Linked DNA regions of Gossypium hirsutum: region 2 is linked to region 1. A link is a contact called in public Hi-C data. All regions are on one chromosome and are shown on one strand. The core of a region is the stretch at or near the end of the contact, and the rest is flanking DNA. Distances in the headings are between cores, read along the strand shown. Region 1 holds the start of LOC107913533. Region 2 holds the start of LOC107913593 (universal stress protein PHOS34).

Evidence for each region. Hi-C and Micro-C count contacts between places; a contact is called where the count stands out from the background.
Region 2: a Hi-C map of hypocotyl shows a contact between it and region 1, with 2.9 times the contacts expected there. The contact joins the promoter of LOC107913593 here to the promoter of LOC107913533 in region 1. A contact is called at or near these places in 5 of 34 Hi-C or Micro-C datasets (hypocotyl, leaf and petal).

Annotation. Positions count from the first base shown.
Region 1 is chrD08:12,550,788-12,557,908 of Gossypium_hirsutum_v2.1, forward strand. LOC107913533 reads left to right here and starts at 4,189. Exons shown (of 28, transcript XM_016842172.2): 1 at 4,189-4,470; 2 at 4,587-4,812; 3 at 4,901-5,037; 4 at 5,578-5,694; 5 at 5,785-5,931; 6 at 6,105-6,739; 7 at 6,998-7,119. The coding sequence starts at 4,390. LOC107913519 (a long non-coding RNA gene) reads right to left here and starts at 567. Exons shown (of 5, transcript XR_001688547.2): 1 at 1-567.
Region 2 is chrD08:12,682,101-12,689,469 of Gossypium_hirsutum_v2.1, forward strand. It overlaps LOC107913593 (universal stress protein PHOS34), which reads left to right and starts at 1,492. Exons shown (of 4, transcript XM_016842231.2): 1 at 1,492-1,975; 2 at 2,055-2,149; 3 at 2,238-2,359; 4 at 3,186-3,502. The coding sequence starts at 1,792. The coding sequence ends at 3,273. LOC107913597 reads left to right here and starts at 3,506. Exons shown (of 3, transcript XM_016842246.2): 1 at 3,506-3,958; 2 at 4,589-4,646. The coding sequence starts at 3,779.

The DNA of each region.
Region 1 (7,121 bases), core at 2,939-5,438:
GCAGTTCACCACTCCAACATTGAAGATCCATTTACAGCAGAGGCATATGCAGGATTACAAGCAATAAAACTAGGTATCGGTTTGAGAATCAACAAAATCGAAGTTATGGGTGACTCGAAAACGATTATCAAGAAGTGTCAAAGTTCTATTATAGACAGATCGGTCATTGGAGCAATAATCAAAGACATTCAAAACAGGAAAAGCAGTTACCAGGAGATTGTGTTTTCTTTTATCCCAAAAGCAAGAAACATCTATGCTCACACTATAGCAACGGAGGCTCTCAAGAGAGGAGAAAGCTTTTACCTGGAGAAGGGAGTCCCAGAAATGGTCCGTCATGCACTGGAGAGATTCAGGCTAAAACCACCAGATTGAAGAAATGAAGAGTTTTTCTCTCCTGCAATAAAAGGTAGCAGAGAAACAGAAGCATTGGAAACCAGCTATCATAAAGGCTGGTCGATGGAAATGACTAAGTGGTGTCCAGCTATATTGATTTGACTGGTTTAGGATAAGAATGAGTTTTATTTTAATTTTGTTTATTTGGACTGTTAGGCCCAAATCTGTTTTCCGTTTTCAAACTACTCTGCAATAAGGCCTTAGGCTTGTTTTCTTTGTTTTTTTCCTTAGTATATAAATAAATCCAGTCAAATTATTCAAAAAAAATTTCCATTGTTAAAAAATAAAAAAAAAAACTTGTTTTTTCAATATCAATTCAATAATATAATGAACAATAAAATGTATTCTCCATTCAAAAGTTTTTCTAAACCCATGTCTTTTATATTATAATTATAATATAAATAGATTATAGATTGAACATAAAAATAAATAAGTTTTTGGTTAAAATGGTAAATTAAAAATATTGAAACCTATCGTATTTTAAGTGCAAATATCATGCCAACAACCTTGTGGTCTAATAGCAAGAGCATTATGTTGAGGGCATGAAAATTTGACTTTAGTCTTGTTGACGTGTTTTTTTTTTCATGTGATATTGGGGATATTTATATATACTCATATTGTTACTATTACAGCTCATAACTAGGACCACCATTTTGTCTCAACCTTAGGGCCTCAGGTGCTGACATTCTCTGCTCGCCCCCTAGCTTGTTGGACGCGTGCTTGCGTAGCACGCGGTCCTTTCTGATCTTGGGGCTAACATCCTCAGCAAGCCCCATACTCGTTGGTCACGAGTCCGGATTGCTTGTAGGGCTTGCAATCCTTCCTGCGAACACCGTTCGTGACCCCATCTTGCAAGGTGTGCCTGCAAACTCTTCTTGCGGACTGTCTTGGCAAATACGCCTCTTCCGACTTGGATCCATCCGGGTCAAGGGGGGCCAAAGACCCGAACCCTTTTAGGACATTTAAGTTGGCGGTTACATATATATATAAGAAGTCTCAAGTAATCCCATTCTCTTCCCCCAATTATTTAAAAAAAAAAGAAAGAGTTCAAATATTATTATGTATGGATTTTTCTATTTTTTAATATAAAAGATATAAATAGGAGATTAATATATAATATAAAAGATATATAATACACCCTAAAAATAAAACTCAATTGAATGGTAACACAAACTCAATTAGGAGATTAATATATAGTATAAATTAATAAACTAAATTACTTTACACCTAACAAGTGAAGGGAAAAAAATATGTAAAAGATAATATTAAAACAACATTAAGATTTGAATTCGCATCTAAAAGTTCTCAACTTATGGTCCTTTCGGGTGAAGTGAGATTAACGCTTTTAATGGGACTTTTGTGATGTTTAAGAAACAACCCAATCTGATTGAGCTTCTTTTAAGGCATAATCATCTTTTAGCACTAGTCTTTTTATTCTTTATTTAATTTTTTTTTTAATCTTTAAATTTGCGTTTTTATCAAATTACCCAAAAATAAATAGAAAGGCTAACGTTTTCTAACTTTACTGATGTAATATACACATGGATGACATGTCATCATTTAATTAATTTTTTAAAAATTTAAAAAAATTATAAAATTTAAATAATCTTTTTGAATTTTTAAAAATTTAAAAACAATTAAATGCTGACGCATGATTAACATGTCAATTCGCGTGCATGCCCTGTCAATAAAATTAAAAAAACGTTAACTTTTCTATTACTTTTGGGGTGATTTGACAAAAAATGTAAGGTTAAGGGCTGAAAAGGACGAAAAACCAAAATGAAGGACTAAAATGACTTTTTTTGTAAAGTTAGAGGATTAAAAAAATCATTATGCTTTTTTCTTTTTTTTATCATTATGCCTTCTTTTAATTGCACCACACCTTTTTTTTTCTTTCTTTTCCGGCCCTTACTCTTTTCAGTTTGCTTTTTCACTTCCACCGCAGTCTCCTATTATGTATTACACCACTCCAGTCATTTCTTTCTATTTTAGGTACACCATTCTTTATTGGGTAAAGTATAGAAATGGTCACTGAAGTATTGCCCGCATTTTATTTTGGTCACTAAACTATTCAAAATCAGATATTTCAGTCATCAAACAGCGGTTTGAAATTTGATGAGAGTGCTGATGTAGGCTTTTTTTATTAGTCTAAAACAAATTTAACCCTCTAATGTTTACATATTCTATCAATTTGATCATAAATATAAAAAAATCAATAAATTTAGCTCTCAATGTTTACAAAATTTGCCATTTTAGTTCAAATTCTAAAAATATCAATCAATTTAGCCTTCAACATTTATACAATTTTAAAAAAAAAATTATAAATACAATATCAGGTCCAAATCAATGAAAAAGAAAATACAAAATTGGCTCACCAATTAAACTAGCACAAAATTTAAAGATCCAAAAAAGAAAATTTTGCAGAAAGTGTCATTTCTCCAAAATTTAAAGATTTAAACATTACCTGCCATGATCAGAAGTGAGCACAAGCTTGGGTAAATTGCCTTCTCCTTATGTTACTTTGACCCCAAAGCAACAACATCCTGATTTGAAACTGTAACAGCCATGCTTGAGTATTTGCAGAAGAACATGAAGCAATTGGATTCTAAGTTTTGTGAGCTATTCTAATACAAGGGTTAGAACTGCACATTGCTAACTTAAAATTCTTTAAAAATCAAAATTTGTTATTTTGTAAATGCTAAAAGCTAGATTTATTGAATTTTTTTAGAATTTGAACTAAAATAACAATTTTTGTAAATATTAGGGCTAAATTTATTGATTTTGTTATATTTAGGATCAAATTGATAGAATATGTAAATATTAAAGGATTAAATTTGTTATTAAACCAATAAGAAAAGCTCACGTCAACACTTCGTCACTTATCAAGCGGCGGTTAACGTTAACTAAAATATTTGATTTTTTATATTTTAGTGACCAAAATAAAACACAGGCAATACTTTAATGACTATTTCTATACTTTACCCTTCTTTATATTGAATGAACCAAATTATTATCGAGGGTTAAAAAAATTAAAAAATGGGATGATTAAAATAGCTTTCAAAAGTTGTGACTGATGATTAAGATTAATGGTGGGTTTGGATAGACAATACGTTTATTTGTAATTAATATAAAAATAATAATAATAATGAGATTAAATACTATAGCGTGAGACAAAAAATAAATTAAACGCATCACACCGTTCATCCAAAGTTACTCTAATTTTATTTAATTAAAAGAAAGTCAAATAGAGTATGACATAAGTATGACAAATGACACATTTTCCTGAACTTTATTTCTCAAACCTTTTTTACCGATATCTAGCAAGTGTTTAAATTCCACGAAATGAACGAATTTGTGTTTTTTTTAAAGGCAATAAATGTAAATGTGAACACTGTTAACACTGACAGCTAGGCAGGCCACTCCAAGCCAGCATTGCCATACACTCGTAACCAAACAACCCACTTCACATCTTCCTAAGAAATTAGAAATCATAACGTCCCCCTTTATTTAAAAATATTCATAACGTCCTAACATAAAATTCTAATATTTAACATTATTATTATACAATTATAATAAATATTATTATTTTATAAAATATTTTTAAATAATATTTAATTGATAAAAATTATATTTAGGTTTTTTTAAAAATTCCTTATAACAATTTAATTAGTACATGAATTTTATTTTATAGAAGTATGAATTATGAGTTTAATTATATAAATAATAGGTGTGAAAGAGACATTAATAAAAGAAAAAAGATAAATAAATAATAGGTTAAATTGCAGAGGGAAACTTAATAACTGACCTTTGCGCAATTCTTCACTTTCTGTTTTTTTTCCTCTTCTCTGTTGCTGATTCTCATTCTCTCCTATTTGTTTTATTGTTTGGCAACGCAAGACCCGAACCAGAAGGTGGTTAATTTTTGCAAATTAGAGAAAACCCAGAGAGGAAAAACCTCCTCCAAACCCTTCCTTTTTTCCATCCTTTGACATTGATATGGTCGAGACGCGACGGAGCTCTTCCTCTTCCAAACGCCCCCTTTCCTCTCCCCCTCCCACTTCTTCTAAACGATCCAAGGTCTTTTCTTTCTTATTCCTTATGGTTTTTACTTTGCATGTCTGTCCTGATACGTTCTCTTTAGATTTGAATTCCAGACTGATAGGCTTTTCTTTTTTTCTTTTTTTTCCCTTTAGGCATCTGAGCCGGCTTTGTCGTCCAACAATGGAGCTGCGGTTTCTGGACCAGTTAACGAAACCTTAGGTCCACCTAAGGAATCCGGGTCGGGCTCACGGGTAATGGAGCTCCGATCCTCTGATCTACGGGTGTCCGATGCGGCTAAGGCCGTTGATGCGTCTCCCATCGATAAGCCTGCCGTTGCTGATCTGGAGAACGGTACTTTGGTGGCTCCGCGGTCCTCAGGTGCCATCCGAATTGATCTTTCATTTTGGTTTGTGAGGTTCTATTTTTTTTTGGGGTTTTGATGTGGGGGATTATTTTGGTTAATTAGGAGAAGCTGCTGTAGATGCGGATAAAGTGGAGACGGTTGCTGCAGGGCTTACTGGTCGGGCTAAGAACAGGCCAATTAAGCCTGCTAAGTTAGGTTCTAAATTCCCGTGGGGAAAGCTTCTTTCCCAGCATTCTCAAGTATGTTTTCTGAATTGACATTCTTTTTAATTATGAGCTGGTTTTTGGTTCCTGGTCCCTTTGTTTAATCGTGTTCAGTTAGAACTGCCTATTGAAATCCTTCTTCTTTTAGCCAATAAATGAAGTGAAGAAAATGTGTTTTGTCCATGAACTATTTATGGCAAACGGATTTTAAAACTTTGTGCAGTTGAATTTTGGATGGAACAAGGAAATATTACTGTATAATTTGCTGGTAAAATGATGATTTGGTTCCAATCATTGAGTGGAATCTTGGAGTTCATCATGATTTAAATCCTAACTTAAGAGAGTCAATTTGGTAGGAAAATTACTTTTAGGCTGCCTCAGAGAGTCAGCTTTCTGTTGTAGTGAGGTCTAACCTCAGTAGTCATGGTAAGGTATTCTGTTGTTGAATTTCCTTAAGGGAGGATCTTCCATCAAGCCACAAACCAATCAGCCTCTTTATATTGGTTTTAATACTTATGGTTGTCTTCATGCTAAACTGATGTGCTTCCACTTCTTATTAATGTTCATATCATCCAGAATCCTCACTTAGTCATGTGTGGCACACCATTCACCGTTGGACAAAGCCATCAGTGCAACTTATGTCTTAAGGATCACAATATTAGCGCTGTTTTGTGCAAAGTGAAGCACATAGAGGTATGGATCTTTACATAATTATTTCTTAACCTTTTCGTTGTACTTTTTATTGTGTTTATGGGAGTGCTGAATTTCTATTTCCCGATGTAGAGAGATAGAACTTCCATTGCCTTGCTAGAAATTACAGGAGGAAAAGGTTCTGTCCAGGTTAACGGTAGGACTTACCGTAAAAATTCTAGTTTGATCCTAAATGCTGGAGATGAATTAATTTTCACTAGTACTGGGGATCATGCTTATGTATCCTTTTCCTTCAACATGGCTTAACACATTTTTACAGATATGTTATTCCTCTGCCTCCCAAATGAAAGTCTATGTGGCTCCACTTTCATGTGTGTTCCATAATTGAACTTTGATGCTATATGATATTTCTCCCATCTAATAGATGCTTTAATTCCTTGACGGTTACTTAGATTTTTCAGCAGCTTACCAATGATAACTTAGCAGCCCCAGGCTTACCTTCTTCTCTAAGCATTTTAGAAGCCCAGACTGCTCCTATAAAAGGTATTATTGAGGCACGACCAGGGGAACCATCTGCTGTTGCTGGGGCAGCAACAATATTGGCTTCTTTGTCAACAAAAGAAAATTCTGAGATGTCCACTCTACCTTCTGGTTGTGAGGTGTCAGATGACTGTGTTCCAGAAGTTGACATGAAGGACAGTGCTAGTAACACTGATCCAGCAACTGCTTCTTCAAGGGAGAAAACTGTTCCTTTTGTACCGGACGCTGCTAATGAAAACCCAAATCGTGATAGACTTGGATTAGATGATAGTATGGATGCTGACAATACGAAGATCCCAGGGGCAGGTTACTCTTTAAGGCCATTATTGCATATCCTTGCTGGTACTTCTACTGACTTTGATTTTAGTGGTAGTATTGCCAAAATTCTAGACGAGCAAAGGGAAATTAGAGAGATGCTTAAGGAATTTGAACCTCCTTCGGGTTTGGTATCAACCAAGCGACAAGCATTTAAAGATAGTTTACAAGACAGCATTCTCAATCCAGACAATATAGACCTCTCTTTTGAAAATTTTCCGTATTATTTGAGGTAAATCTGGTGCTTTCTGCTCTTATTTGATGTTGCACTTTTATTTTATATTTTTTGATGATTCCTTGTTTCTATGTTTTGGGAAAACAATTTTGAATTATTGCTTTTACTTAATTTTCTATCAACATTTCCACAAAATTGCAAGTCCATGTATTATTTATGCAGTGAAAGTTGTACTGAGTTAACTGCCTATATTAGTGGATTTTTGGAGCATTGGTGAAATTTAGTTAATTTTACTTGAAACTTCCATTGTGACAGTGATACAACAAAGAATGTTTTGATAGCCTCAACCTATGTGCATTTGAAGTGTAGTAAATTTGCGAAGTATGCCTCAGACCTTCCTACCATGAGTCCTCGTATATTGTTATCTGGTCCTGCAGGT
Region 2 (7,369 bases), core at 242-2,741, 130 kb after region 1:
TGATTTTTTTCCTATTAAAACCATATTTAATATTTTAAAAATTATAAATATATAGGTTTTTAAAATAATAAAATTATATTTTTATTGTTGTAAAAATATTATTTAATTCCGACCCTTAAAATTTTTTTGAGTTTGTCTCTAATTTTATTTGTACTTATATTTTAAAAAACATATTATTGCATGTATAATATAATATTAACTTGTTATTTTAATATAAGACAAAAAGAAATTCACATCATTTAGTTCATGATTTTAATCGTTTGAGTCATGATTAAAATTTTAAAATTCAAAATGAGAACATGATTTAAAGCCACTATAATTTCACATATCCCTATTCCTTTCTAATAGGAGAATGATAAATTAGATTTTTTCCTCATAATTTTTAACTTTTTTCTCATGTAACACTACTAAAAATCAGGAAGAAAAATTCGATTTGTCATTCTTCTATTGAAAAATGATAGAGATAATATGAAATTACAATTTTATACAATTCTTTCTCTAACTATAAAATTATCAGTGAAAATTGATTTAACATATTTATTTATTATTATTTGGGTCATTCAATTCAATAATTTATAGAAGGTTATTAAGAAAATAAAAAAAAAACCCGGAAAAGCGGAGCGTAATTGAAGCTATATTTGTAATAAACAGGAGTCTGAATGGAAGCGTTAAATTGCGAGATACAGTCTCCCCCAGAACTGCTCCCAATGAATGTGAGAGGGAGGATCACGTCTCAATTTGTCTCACCTTCATTGTCTAGGATAAACCAATACTTACTCCTTTATTTTCTCAACTTTTTCCACAAGCTTTGATCTTCTTTTTTTTTTAATTTAGATTATTTCATATCATTACTTAAAAAATTAAAAAATATTATATATATCTTTTTTTGTGATAGTATGACATAATATTAAAGAATCACATCATCATACTTGATGAAATCTAAATTCAATGATTAACTTTTAAAAAATTATCAAGTTTCAATATTAATATAGGCTAAGAAAAAGTTTAGGGACAAAAAGAAAAAAACACTACAAAGTTTAAGGATCCAACCGTGAGTGAATAAAGTAGACATTCGCAAACTATAACCCTTATTTTAAATTTATCTCTAAACTTCAAAATATTTTAATTACATCCTAAATTATGGTCCTCATTTTAAATTTGTCCTTAAACTTTAAAATATTCTAATTGCATTCCTAAGTTATTGATGTTATGTCAATCAAGTCCTTTGATTATTAAAACTGAAAGTTTAACTATTAAATGACATGTAAAATTTTAAGTAACATAATTTAAAATGAAAACTTTAAAAAACAGTAAAATTTTGCTGTATATTAAAAATAAAATATAACCGAAAAAGATGAATGATAATTTATGTAAAAACTTTAAAAACTTTAAAATTAATAATAAATTATGTCGCATAAAATTTAATATTTTATTTAAGGATTAAATTAATAAATTTGAAGATATAAATAGAATATTTTAAAGATGAAAAGCATATCATAACATTGTCTGTCTAGAATGATGGATTAGAATAGAGGCAAAAAGGATAGGGACACAATCACTATCAGCCAGCGTATCGCGTATTATATTCTAGTTGGGGTCTTCCTTCCCTTCCCTTCTTCTAAGCATAAGTTTAACACGCTTACGCCTTACGCCATACGCATTTGCCCGCACGTTGTTTTGTGCTCTGTGTTTCTCAATAAATTCCTTATTCCTACAAAACCCCCAAAATTAAAGAAGGATCAAACCGACCCTTTGCAATTCCAAGACACAAGAACCAAGAGACATACCACGATGGCAACAACGACGGAGAAGCAAGCCATGGTTGTTGGAATCGACGACAGCGAGCACAGTACGTACGCGCTGCAGTGGATCCTCGATCACTTCTTTGCTCCTTTCGCTTCCAATCCTCCTTTCAAGCTCGTCATCGTTCATGCCAAGCCTACTGCTTCTTCTGCTGTTGGTCTCGCCGGACCTGGTTTGAATTTACCCTCCTTTTTTCTTTTGGTTCAAGTACCGTGTGTTTTAGCTTTCTTATGGAGGTATAATTATTGTAGGAGCTGCTGATGTATTGCCCTATGTGGATGCGGATTTGAGGAAGATCGCTGCCAGGGTTGTTGAGAAAGCCAAGGAACTCTGCCTTAGCAAATCGGTATTCATCAGCTACTTGTTTTACTTTTGTAGCCTAATTAAAGAAGGGTATTAGCATCCAATCTAATGGTTTTTTGGTTTCGGTGCAGGTACATGATGCCGTAGTTGAAGTGGTGGAAGGTGATGCAAGGAATGTTCTCTGTGACGCTGTAGAAAAACACCATGCCTCCGTTCTCGCTGTTGGTAGCCATGGTTATGGAGCTATAAAGAGGTATTAAAACCTATGTCTGATCTCTTTTTAAGTTTTTAGATGAACATTGGGAATTTTTTACTCTTTGATTTACTGTGGCTTGTTCATTAAGTTTCTAATCACTAAAAAATGGATCATTACTTCCACAAGAAAAAATCGATGGTTTATTTTGGTTCTATGGGGATGAGTTCTCAAATAATGTTAATGCATCTGTATAGAACATCTTCTCCTTTCTAGTTTTTTGGGTTGAGTGGGTTTGCCCCTTTTCCCCTCTTCCCTTTTTTAGGGTTAGACCTAACCCATAGACCTCATCTACAATATGATATATATCATCTATATATGTATAAGTAGGCTTGCCAGTTTTGATCCAAATCCAAAAACCCGATCCGATCAATCCAAATCCGAACCCAACCCAATGCTACTTGACTGTAAAAAGTCAATGATCTGACCCTGCCTAACTCAAAACCAAAAATATCAAAACCTGAAATGACCTGGACAAGTAATTCGAAATGACATAACCCAAGGTGCGCAGAAACTAGGCTTACTAACCTGAAATGTTCCAACCCTAAAATGACATGTAAGTGGCATGAAAATTTTGAAATCAGAATTGATCTGATTCAAAACCAACCCGATCTTATTTGACATTCGGCGGTAGCTCTGCTATTTGATATTTTGCAGATTATAAGCTGGTTTTTTTCTCAATATTATAGCTCCTGTTATAGAACCTTTCATTTTTCATATGTTGTGATGAATAAGCACTGAAAAAGAAATTGCCAAACTTTCAACAATTTAAGAATGACCTTATTTCGGTCCCGCTTTTAACAAATGATCATATATTGTATTACAGGGCTGTTCTTGGCAGTGTGAGTGATTATTGTTCTCACCATGCTCATTGCTCTGTGATGATTGTGAAGAAGCCGAAGATCAAACATTAATCTCAGCAATAAAATTGAACAAACAACTGGGGTTGCTGCATATTTTTAGTCGCCTAATAACACTATGGTGTTGCACACTGGGACTGTAATACCAATCATGCTGAATATTAGATATTGGTGTAAATAAGCAGAGTTTACACGATTCTTATGTCTTAATGTTTTTTAATTAGCTTGTACAAGTATTATTGGAATATTCTATACTTAAATCTATCATGCGAGTGTTGAAATAGTTTTTGGTAGCCCGGAAATCAGGGTTTGTTTTTGGTAGTATTGCAGATGATGATCTTACATATGAACTTTGAACTGCTATGGATATATTTTAATATATGGACTTATTTTGGTACCATTATTTATGATTACTTTGGGTGTTTCTTTAGTTTATAAAATTAGATATTTTTTCTTCTTTTTGGAAAATGGAAATTATTGAGAAGTTTTTATTTTGATTAGGTGTAGCCATTATGTGGGCCCATCAGAAACCATAGTTTGATTCAATGGAATACCTATTATGGGTTTATTCCATTACAACCCAATTTTGTGTTTAAGCATGGAAAGTGGGCATTTCTATTCCGTTTCTTTTTCACTGACCCTCCCATTTTCTCACGTAAAAAAAAGTTCTCACTCAGCCCGATCTCAGTCACGACCTCTCTTGCTTCCTTCGTCTCTAGCCAGTAACAGTCCTCCCCAGGTAAACCTTTCGATTATTCCTTTCGATTTTCTTTCTGCCTCTTTTAGTAACCCTAACAAGACTGGTTCAAAGTCTTGAAATTGGAAATGGCAAATCTATGTTTTGCCAAAAGGGTTATCTCTGTCTCCATCTAAATCTCTAATCTTTCAAAATTTTCCCCAGATTTGCAGTCGATTCATCTGCCTGTACTTATCTCTTCTCCCATTTTGATTTCTTTCTTTTATGATTTTTTTTTTGTGTCTGTTTGTTTGTCTTTCCATTTCTTTCTTCTCTTTTTAATCTATGGAATTAAGTAACATCTAATCACAACTAGTTTGTTCTTCTTCTTTTCCCACATCTTATACTTCTAAACAAAGCTCCTTTCCCTTGCATGCTATGGCCAGCTTTCTTCGAAATATTTCATCTCTTAAACGTTCTCTCTTCGCTCCACAGGTTTTAAAAACCTTACCCTTTTCTTTATTTTCTTCCATAACTTCATATCCTTTGTTTTTCTCATGTTTAATCTGATTGTCTTGCACTATGTTCATTTTTTTATATTAAAAAAATGTAGTTTAGTAACAGTAGAAATATATATATATATATGAAACCGTGAATCAACTTTTTTTTTCTTTCTTTTTTTCCTTTTTGCAGGTTTGTGGGGGAGGGGTGTTAAGGTCATCTTCTCGGCCGTGTAACTTTTCTTCTAAAGGTAACTGAAATTCCATTGGAAAGCTTCAATTTGAATGTCGGTGCTCAAATATTGTTATTTGGGTATCTAGTATTCTAATTCTATGTTTGGTTAAATCACGTTTTGGTTTTTGAGTAGTATTTTTATTCAAGTAATCATCTGAATGTGATTGTAGAAGAGTGCTTTGTCATGGGATTTTTATTAGATTAATAAATGTTTGAATTCTATAATGATATTTAATTGAAACAAGTCAATTGTACTGTAAAGCGTAGTGCTTAATGTAGTGTCATCTTTTATCCAACAATAAAAATCATAAATTCATGTCATCTAAAAGATGGAGTTCTTTGGTCATTTTTCTTGAACTGGATTCATTTGAGTTAAAAAGTGAAATCTAATACTTTTTTTTGAATAAATGAAATATGATACTTTCTTGTGTTCGGTTATTTCTTTGTTTGTGTCCTATTGAAAGTAGAAAGAAATCCAAGTCAGATTCAAGTGATTCGTGTGATGAGAATATGTCCAAAAAATTATTAATTAGGCCATTTTTGTTGAATATAAGTATTAACCAAAAGAAAAGAAGGTGCATTAATGAAATTTACTTTAGTTTTTATGTACAAGAGTGCTGGTAGTTTTTATGCACAAGAGTGACATACTATTACTTGGTACCTTGTTTGCTTTGCTTGATTTGCCTTGGAGGAGGGTTAAAGAATTGGAATTAGTAGCCTTTGAGTTGTTTGCCAACCATGAATTTGACACTACCTAACATGATATATTTATCTTATGCTTTTCTGATATACTTGCCATCATATATCTAGAGTTTGAGCATAAATGTAAGAGCATTTGTTTTACTTAGGGCTCCTTTGGATGCCAACGCACAACAGTGCGTTGAATTTTTTCCCCTTTATTATCAATCTCACTGCACTGGACTGGACTGTGGACAACCTTTGGATGTGTTGGCTTCCAGCACAGTGAGGAGTTTCTACTGCACTGGACAGCCTTAAGCTGACTGGTGGTAAAAGCTCCAGTAGGGCAGTAGACATTTTTAGAAGACAATAATACCCTAAGTATTATACCAAACCCCATTCATTCTCTTATCTCAAATTCAGCAAGATTCCTAGAAGAAGAAGAAGAGCTAGCTAACCTTTCTAACAGGAACATGATTACGAGGATGTTTGGTTTTCAAATCAACAGTAAGATAAGGTTTGGGTTTGCTGATGAAGAGCTGAAACGAATCAAACCAGCTTCACGAGCAGATTCAAAGTACTAAGTTATGGGCAATTCATTTGCATGATCCCAGTCTCCAAATGCTGGAATCTGCCCACTTCTCTTGCAATTATAATCCTAGTTAAACAGGCAAAACAAGAAAAATCCCACCTTAGATTTAGCTTTAAAGAAGAGATTCAAACAAGAAGAGAAACACAACTTACATCCATGGTGGTCGGCTGTTATTTTGAATCTAAAATAAAAATAAGAGCAAATTGAAAAGGTGTTAGGTGACTTTAAAGGGTTGTGTTTAAAGAAAGTGAGATGAAAAAGCTGAAAAGAAGATATGGGGATTCTCAAGGAAGTTAAAAGAAGATACAGATTCTAGTTTCAGAAATTACACTGAAGAAGAGAATGAATTTAATCTAGCAGTGATGTTATTACTTGGTCTATATTTTTTCCCCAATTTTGGCTTAAATTATTAGGCATTAGTTTCACAAACTGGAAAAAATTAGAAGGCAGGAACGGGTATTCAGAGAAGAAAAGAACATGAAGAAGAATGAGTTGGAATGGATGAGTTTAATCATATTTTTATTTTGGAAAAAATTAAATAAAAATAAAAATCATAAAATTCAGGATAAAAATATTAATATAATATTAAACTATAATAAAGAGATAATATCTCTATTTCATATAATTCTTACTCTAATATTTCATTACTCTAATAAAAAAACACCTGAGAGAAAAATATGGTAGGAATAATAATACTAAAAAAAGCAAATAATATAATTCAAAATTTCCATTTATCGTAATTTGTGTCCTATTAGGGGTGAAGTTAAATGATACTTTTTTTTATTAATTAAACATGAAACCGGAAAATTTCTAAAATTTAAATTGAATTGCGATAGTTAAATGGCTTATGGATTAAATCGTAGAGGAAAGTAAAGTGGTATTCTAAATGTAAGGAGGAAGAATTTAATTGATTGGAAACTGATAGGGATTAGTTGAGGAATTGGCCAAAGCCCATGGGAGTAAATTGACCATGTTTTGTGGAGAAAGTAAATCATCTCCTTGGACCCTTGGGTGAGAGCAAAAGAAAAAAGAGTTACTATAAAAAAATTAAAAATAATTATCATTTTATCTAATAAATAATTTAAATTAATTATATAATTCATTAAAATATTGGAAGATACATTTTAATATTTTATTAAATGAATTTATAAATTCACATATTTTAATAGTTTTAAAAAAGTAAAATAATTTAAATAACTTCTATTATATATCAATTCTAATCTGATGTTTTTGATAGTCATTTTTATTCTCACCTCACCGCGACAGCTGCGTTTGAATCCAAACACACACTCTACTATTGTTTCTAATCTCACCGCTACAGTATCTAATCTTACCGCTACAGTAATTAATCTCACCGCCACTGCTATTTTTAGCCTCATCGGAGGTAAATACACCGCCCATCCAAACTAGCCCTTAGTTTGAAATTCCAGTGCTATATTATATGTCATCTTCAAATGGAACCTTACATA